Linked DNA regions of Mus musculus: region 2 is linked to region 1. A link is a contact called in public promoter capture Hi-C data. All regions are on one chromosome and are shown on one strand. Each heading gives the region's core, a stretch centred on a gene start, on an enhancer-like site or on the middle of the called end of the contact. The rest is flanking DNA. Distances are from core to core; before and after follow the strand shown.

What was found. Promoter capture Hi-C pulls out the DNA fragments that hold promoters and counts their contacts.
Region 2: a contact with region 1 is called in a promoter capture Hi-C map of the SN4741 cell line, with 2.0 times the contacts expected there. The contact joins the promoter of Ccdc113 here to the promoter of Ndrg4 in region 1. A contact is called at or near these places in 9 of 39 promoter capture datasets (the SN4741 cell line, cranial neural crest, embryonic stem cells and 5 more), 1 of 484 Hi-C or Micro-C datasets (embryonic stem cells), 3 of 115 datasets of contacts at active chromatin or transcription factors (craniofacial prominence, embryonic stem cells and stem cell-derived neural progenitor cells) and 1 of 9 other capture datasets (adipose tissue).

What each region holds. Positions count from the first base shown.
Region 1 is chr8:95,676,292-95,679,563 of GRCm38.p6, forward strand. It overlaps Ndrg4 (N-myc downstream regulated gene 4), which reads left to right and starts at 1,981. Exons shown (of 17, transcript NM_001372423.1): 1 at 1,981-2,092. The coding sequence starts at 2,056.
Region 2 is chr8:95,532,354-95,535,432 of GRCm38.p6, forward strand. Ccdc113 (coiled-coil domain containing 113) reads left to right here and starts at 1,747. Exons shown (of 9, transcript NM_172914.2): 1 at 1,747-1,919. The coding sequence starts at 1,819.

The DNA of each region.
Region 1 (3,272 bases), core at 731-3,230:
CCCGTTTTCACAAGAGGGATGTTTGATTTGCCCCAGAGGGACAACAGGCAGCAGTGGGTGGGAGACAAAGACAGGAGATAGAGGATGAGGGAGGAGGGGAAGGGGAAAAGGAAGAGGAGGAAGGGGAATGGTGTGTGTGTGTGTGTGTGTGTGTGTGTGTGTGACAACATGGGGCACAAAGGACTGTCTCTGGATAGACAGGAGACAGACGTGGCCCATAGGAAAATGGCGGTTTATAAAGGTAAAGGGGGAACCCTGTGTTAGGATGGGGTGTTTAATTTTAACTGGGCATGTTAATTAGGGCAGCCAAAGGGGACTTTTGACTGCTAGACTTCAATACTTTGATAGCTGGACCTCAGCCTCGGGAGGAGGAAGTGATCAAATACAGGACTAGATCCTGATGGCACGCTTTTAGGAATGTAATCTAGTGGGGGGTTTAGCAAGGCAAGGAGAATGCGGGAGAAGGGCAAGGCCAGCCAGTCATGTCTGCCTTGTTCCGGCTGGTTAGAATCCCTTCAGCCACAAGCTGTAACATAAACAGGGGTTGCGTGCCACACCTGCAGCCATCAAAATCTCAGCGGCCTCCTCAGCGGGCAGTGGGGTTAATTTACTGCTGCTTCAGGTGTGGCCACCTGAAGCCGAGGCCTAAGGGCAAAGCACCTCTTACAGAGGCAGCAAAGTCAGAAGTGTTGTGGGCTGGCTTCTTGTGACATGCTCCTTCCCCGCACCCAGGGCCTCAGAGAGATCCTGATCTAGTGTACTTTCTCTGTGAGCCATCAAGACAGGAACCCAGAGGAAAAGGTAAGGGACACACAGGGCCTGAACGGAATGAGTCACCAGGACCTCTTATCTCGTCCCAACTTCGGGGTTGGTGATGCTCAGGGTTTGGGGAGTCAGAGAGACTTCAGGGCCTCTGACCCTCCTGAGGAACCAGTGAGATCGAGGAGGATAGAGTCCCTTTCCTTTCCTGCTCCGGGAGGGTGACCTGCAGGGAATAGGTTGTGGCCACCGTGTGGGTGGGGCCCTGGTGGGGACAGAAAGAACATCTTAGCCAGGAAGTTGCCTGAGTTCCTCAGAAACCTTCAGACTTTGCAAACAGGGGGAATGTTGGCTCCTGGACCACTGAACCCCAGCTTCTCCCCAACCTCCCCAGGGTGTCCCCTCAGACGGATGGGTGGGGACTGGAGGGGAAGAGAGGTAGAGGTGGTGGGAGTGAGCCAAGGTTCCCCGTGGGAGTCTCTGGCGCTCCCCGAGAAACGCTGGACAGAGACGGGACCCTCTTTGGGAGGTCAGGCGCTGCAGATTGCATCTGGGCCCCGGCCTGTGGGTCTTCTCACCGGGCCTCCCGCCCACTCCCACAGCCCGAGACAGCCCGAGACAGTCCAGCTCCAGCCACCAAGCGGGACGCGCAGCGCGCCCCACGCCCACCCACCCACGTGGGCACGCCCCCGCTGCGCGGCGCCCCGCCCCCAGCTCCCGGGGCTCGCTCGTGCGGGGAACCTGCACCGCTCGTGGGTGGCGGCGGCGGAGGCGTCCAGGCCCGGCTCCCGCCTCCGCGACCGTGTCGCTCGGCAGCCTGGGTGAGTCGCCGCGCCCTCACCCCTGGGATCCCCTCTCGGCGCAGCCACACCGCAGTCCCGCACCTTCTCTCCACCACCCTCACGCCCTGGCCACCTTCCCTCCCCCCGCCCCCCACGCGAGGGCGACGCCCTGTCTCCCAGCCTTCTTGGCTCGGATCCCCCGAGACCGCGGCTGTCGCCCGTCCGGCCGCGACGTCTGGGGGCGGTAGGCGTCTTTGTTCGCGAGGGGCCCCTCCCGCGCGGTGTCACACTCCCCCCCCCCCCCCCCGGCGCTCACCACGGCCAGGTGGCGGCGGGTGCCTTTTGGGGTGCGCGGCTGTGCCATTGGTGGATTTTTTTAAACCCTGCTGGAGGGGGCGGTGAGCGCACCGCGCTACCGGCTGCTGCTCCCGCCGCTCCCGCTATCCCGCCGCTCCTCTCTGCGGCTACTGCGCGCCTCGCCCCGGGCGGCCCAGCGCGCTCCACCGTCGCCAAGATGAAGGTGCTGGGACACAGGCTCCAACTGCTGACAGGTACCGAGGCTTGCCGCTCGCCGCTGCCGCTCTCCGACTTGGAGCGGGTTCGGGGCGCGGTGGCCCGGGTTGGAAGGGGCGCTCTCGGGTGCGCGTTCCCAGTTGAGCGAAACCTGAAGCATGCCGGGCTCTACTGAGCCGCGAGCGCCGGCGTCTGGGAGGGTGGAGCTCCACAGAGGCCCCCTGTGGTGTCCCGTCGACGGAGCTCCGATTAGCAACCCCAGGGGAGCTCCGGAGTTTTCCAATCAAATATCCCAAGTCCCCAGAGAAAGCAGCCCTGGGCCTCCTGGGGGAGCTGGGAGAACCTGTGTAAGGGCCTCCTCTTTTCTGTGATGGTCAGAGCCACCTTTCTCTCTGGGAAGAAGTTTCTTGCTGGAAGTAGAGTCAAGTGGACTAGGAAGATGGGAAGCTAGGTTGAACCGTGATGGCTCAGGCCATCCACCTTGGGCCCGCTCTAGAGAAGAAATTAGATGTCCCTCTGAGGGCATCCTGGGGCCAGTAGCTGGAATGCCTTGGAGAAACTGGATGCCTAGAGGAGATGGGAAAGGGAGCAAGGACAGAAGCCAGGTATCTATCGGAAGGTTACATGTTCCTCATACATGAAGTCCAGCATCAGTGGAGGCTTCCGTTCTCAGAGGGGAGGTGGGCACCTGGGCTGGAGGGAGCAGCCCCTGTCCAGATCTCACTGGACCATGCTGAGCCCTTGTCAGGTGCACACCCATGTATCCCTAATGAACATATTCCAAGAGATGCTTCTCAGCACTTGGGGTCCTGCCGCTGTAAGGTGAGGAAGGGGTTGCTCTGTGTGTGTGTGTGTGTGTGTGTGTGTGTGTGTGTGTGTGTGTGTGTGTACACTCAGGAAATGGAATGGGATATGGGGTAGGGATCTGAAAGGACCCAGAGATTAGAGCAAGTGGCTGCCTTTGAAGACCCAGACAGTGAAAGTAGAACTTTCTGTTCATGGAAAAGGGAGGTCACGTTCTAAGCTGGAGGAACAAAGGGTGTTCTGCATGTGCCCTAGAGTCTTGAGTGACTTAGTCTGGGAGTGGCCTGGCCCTGGAGGGTGTGTGTGTGTGTGTGTGTGTGTGTGTGTGTGTGGAGTGGTGGTGGATGGAGGTATAGGCAGGAAGTAGGCCAGGTGAAGGTTTGGGCTGTGAGTGTGTGCGAGCATGTATGTGTG
Region 2 (3,079 bases), core at 497-2,996, 140 kb before region 1:
AAACAGAGTACAGCCTGGGAAAAGGTTTCCAGGCAACAGTGGTCCAATCAGTCCAATTCCAGGTGCACAATAAGCCTTAAGGTGTGTCTTTATAGAAACGCCTTTATAAAGGGCACGTGACCAAGAGGGTGGGTCCTATAACTAAAAGCCCTAGAATTGGGCTGGGGGAATGGCTTAGTGGTTAATAACACTTGCTGTTCTTCCAGAGGTCCCAGGTTCAATTCCTAGCACCCATAGTGCAGCTCACAACTGTCTGTAACTCACCTTCCACGGGATCCAACATGCTCACACAGGCAATCATTGAGACAAAACACCACTGCACATGAAGTAAAAATAAAGAAAATAAAGAAAAAGCCTAGAATCTACTGCGGTCTCTGACTTCTAGTCTCGAGAGGGCAGAGTCTGGGATAATCATTCTGGGGAATTTGGAGGAGGTCTGCCTCTATAGCAAAAGTGTGTGGGGGGTCTGCCTCTATAGCAAAAGGGGTGAGGTCTGCCTCCACAGACCGCAAAAAGATCACCAGGTCATTAACAAGATCCACTCTCAGCTTTCTGGATGGAATGCAGGTGTTTTTGTCTCCTCCATTAAGGATACTCTCCTGCCTGATTAACATTCCTGGTTCTCTTCTCTGTGAGTACAAGGACCTCCGTGGCCCCAGCACTAACCAATGCTGGGATCCCATGATGGTACGCACACTCAGCTTGGTTGTGTGCACATGTTATCTTAACCACCTTTAAGTGTACCCAAAAGTGCTGTTGCTGTCGCTATCCCAGCCTGTAACTTGTTTGGGTTTCTGATATCTCATTAAAGGGCCCAAATTGGGCTGGTGAGATGGCTCAGTGGTTAAGAGCACCGACTGCTCTTCCAAAGGTCCTGAGTTCAAATCCCAGCAACCACGTGGTGGCTCACAACCATCCTTAACAAAATCTGATGCCCTCTTCTGGAGTGTCTGAATGTACTTACATATAATAAATAAATAAATAAATAAATAAAACTTTTTTAAAAAAGGGCCCAAATTGCCCCACATTACCCCAAAACACTAAAGACACACGACACCTTTAGGAACTTGTCTTGATACCTATTTTAAAAACTTAGTCAGGGGCTGGTGAGATGGCTCAGACTGCTCTTCCGAAGGTCAGGAGTTCAAATCCTAGCAACCACATGGTGGCTCACAACCATCCGATCACGAGATCTGACTCCCTCTTCTGGAGTGTCTGAAGACAGCTACAGTGTACTTACATATAATAAATAAATAAATAAATAAATAAAATCTTAAAAAAAAACTAGTCAGTTTCTCTTTCTCTTCGAGTAATGCAGTTCGAGTTGCAGTAAATGAAATGCAGTAAATGAAAAAACTGCAGCTTCCGTGTGAGGCAATGACCACAGATTAGAATCCTCACTACACCACGGGGCAGAGACTTATGCGAGTCGCTGCTAGCTTTCTGGACCTACGGTTTCTGGCTAGGAGGATGAATAGTTTTTTTTTTTTAACAGGGTCCATGCAAAGATTTGCGTGAAATAAGCTTAACATGATGCCAAGGACCGAGAAGACATTGGGCAAACCGGAGCTGTTGTTGTGACTTCCAACTGAAGAGCGATTCTCAGAACAGTGAGATGGATTAGGCATCTGAGTAGGCAGGCAGGCAAGCAGGCAGCTTTGCTCGATCTCCACCGCGAGGTGCAAGGGAGGGGCCGCATCACCCAAAGCCCCACCCCTATAAACAGCGTTCAGTTGTCTAGGCAACGCGCCTCAGGGTCGCGGCCGAAGTGAAGCGGGACAGCTTACTGAAGGCTCTCAAAGCACCCTAGGCTGAGTGATGTCTGAGGAAGACTCGGACAGCGTGATCACTGACTCCCAGGCGGAGGAGGAAGGCGAGCTGCCAGTCATCCAACTGTGCGGGCTGGTAGAGGAGCTCAGGTACTGGCACCGTGAGGGCGCCATGAGTCTCTGAGGCCTGGGCTGTAGTTTGCAGACTACTCATATCTACGCAGAGCCCCGCGGGCACACATCGCATTACAGTGGAGAAAGAACTTGTGTTTGCCTAGTTAGCTTTGCTGCTTGCCTGCTCCTGAACTGACAAGCCACTGATGGAACCCGGACAGGGTGGAGGGGCAAGGGAGCCGTTGGCCTTGAAAAGATCAGACAGGATTTAGTGAAGCTAGCGCTTTGGCTTGGTGTCTTCCTGGTGCTGGGAAGCCGCCTTCGAAGTCTATATCAGGTAGCCTCCTAAGCCGGTTTCCAAAGTTAGTATTAAGATAAACATTAACATGGCGGCGGAGTGAAAACTAAGCTATTGAAATGATTTGCTTGGGGCCTTGTGGGCTGAATAAGGATTTAGGCGTGGAGATGGACTGAGGAATGATTGGCTCAGGGCTTTGTATTTTCCACAGTCTGTTTTCCATCTTCCACAGTGGGTTATCTGGATATGAGGATTCCATAATGTAGATGAGAGTCAGTGTACAATGTATTGATATTATACAGTATTCTGTTTCCAGCGGCCAGAAGAGGTGTTGGTTCCATACATCTGTAAATAGTTCATACCAGAGTGGAGGGATTATTACTAATTACCATTGTGAGTGTCTGTCATATACCATGATCTTGTATGTGAAACAGCCATCCCCAGAGGTACATGTTTTGTGAAGTTTCCTTGTGAGTGTCTATAACTGCCAGTCTTGTATATCGGCCGGCCATCTTAAGAGAGAAACGCATTCTGAAGTTTTCTTCCTTAAGATCCTGCATCAGAGATTCAGACCCGGGCCCATGGAAGGCTCCACCGAGAATACAATATGTGCTGAAAAGACAAGACGTAATGGCTTTCCTGTTTTCTATTTGGCTTCTGTACTAATCTCATAATTTAGGAATTAGTTTAACAGTATGTGTAGGTCTCAATGTCACCCTCTTTCGTACATATGTATGTGAGTATGTGCATGCAGTGAAAGGGGAAAGTTTTGGAACTGGAGATATAGCTTTAGCCCCTGCCTAGTATTCACAGGGCTATGGGTTCAATCCCAGTACCCACCTCCCCCTCCACAACACACATTAAAGTTGGGCATGGTGGCTCGCACCTTTAGTGCCAG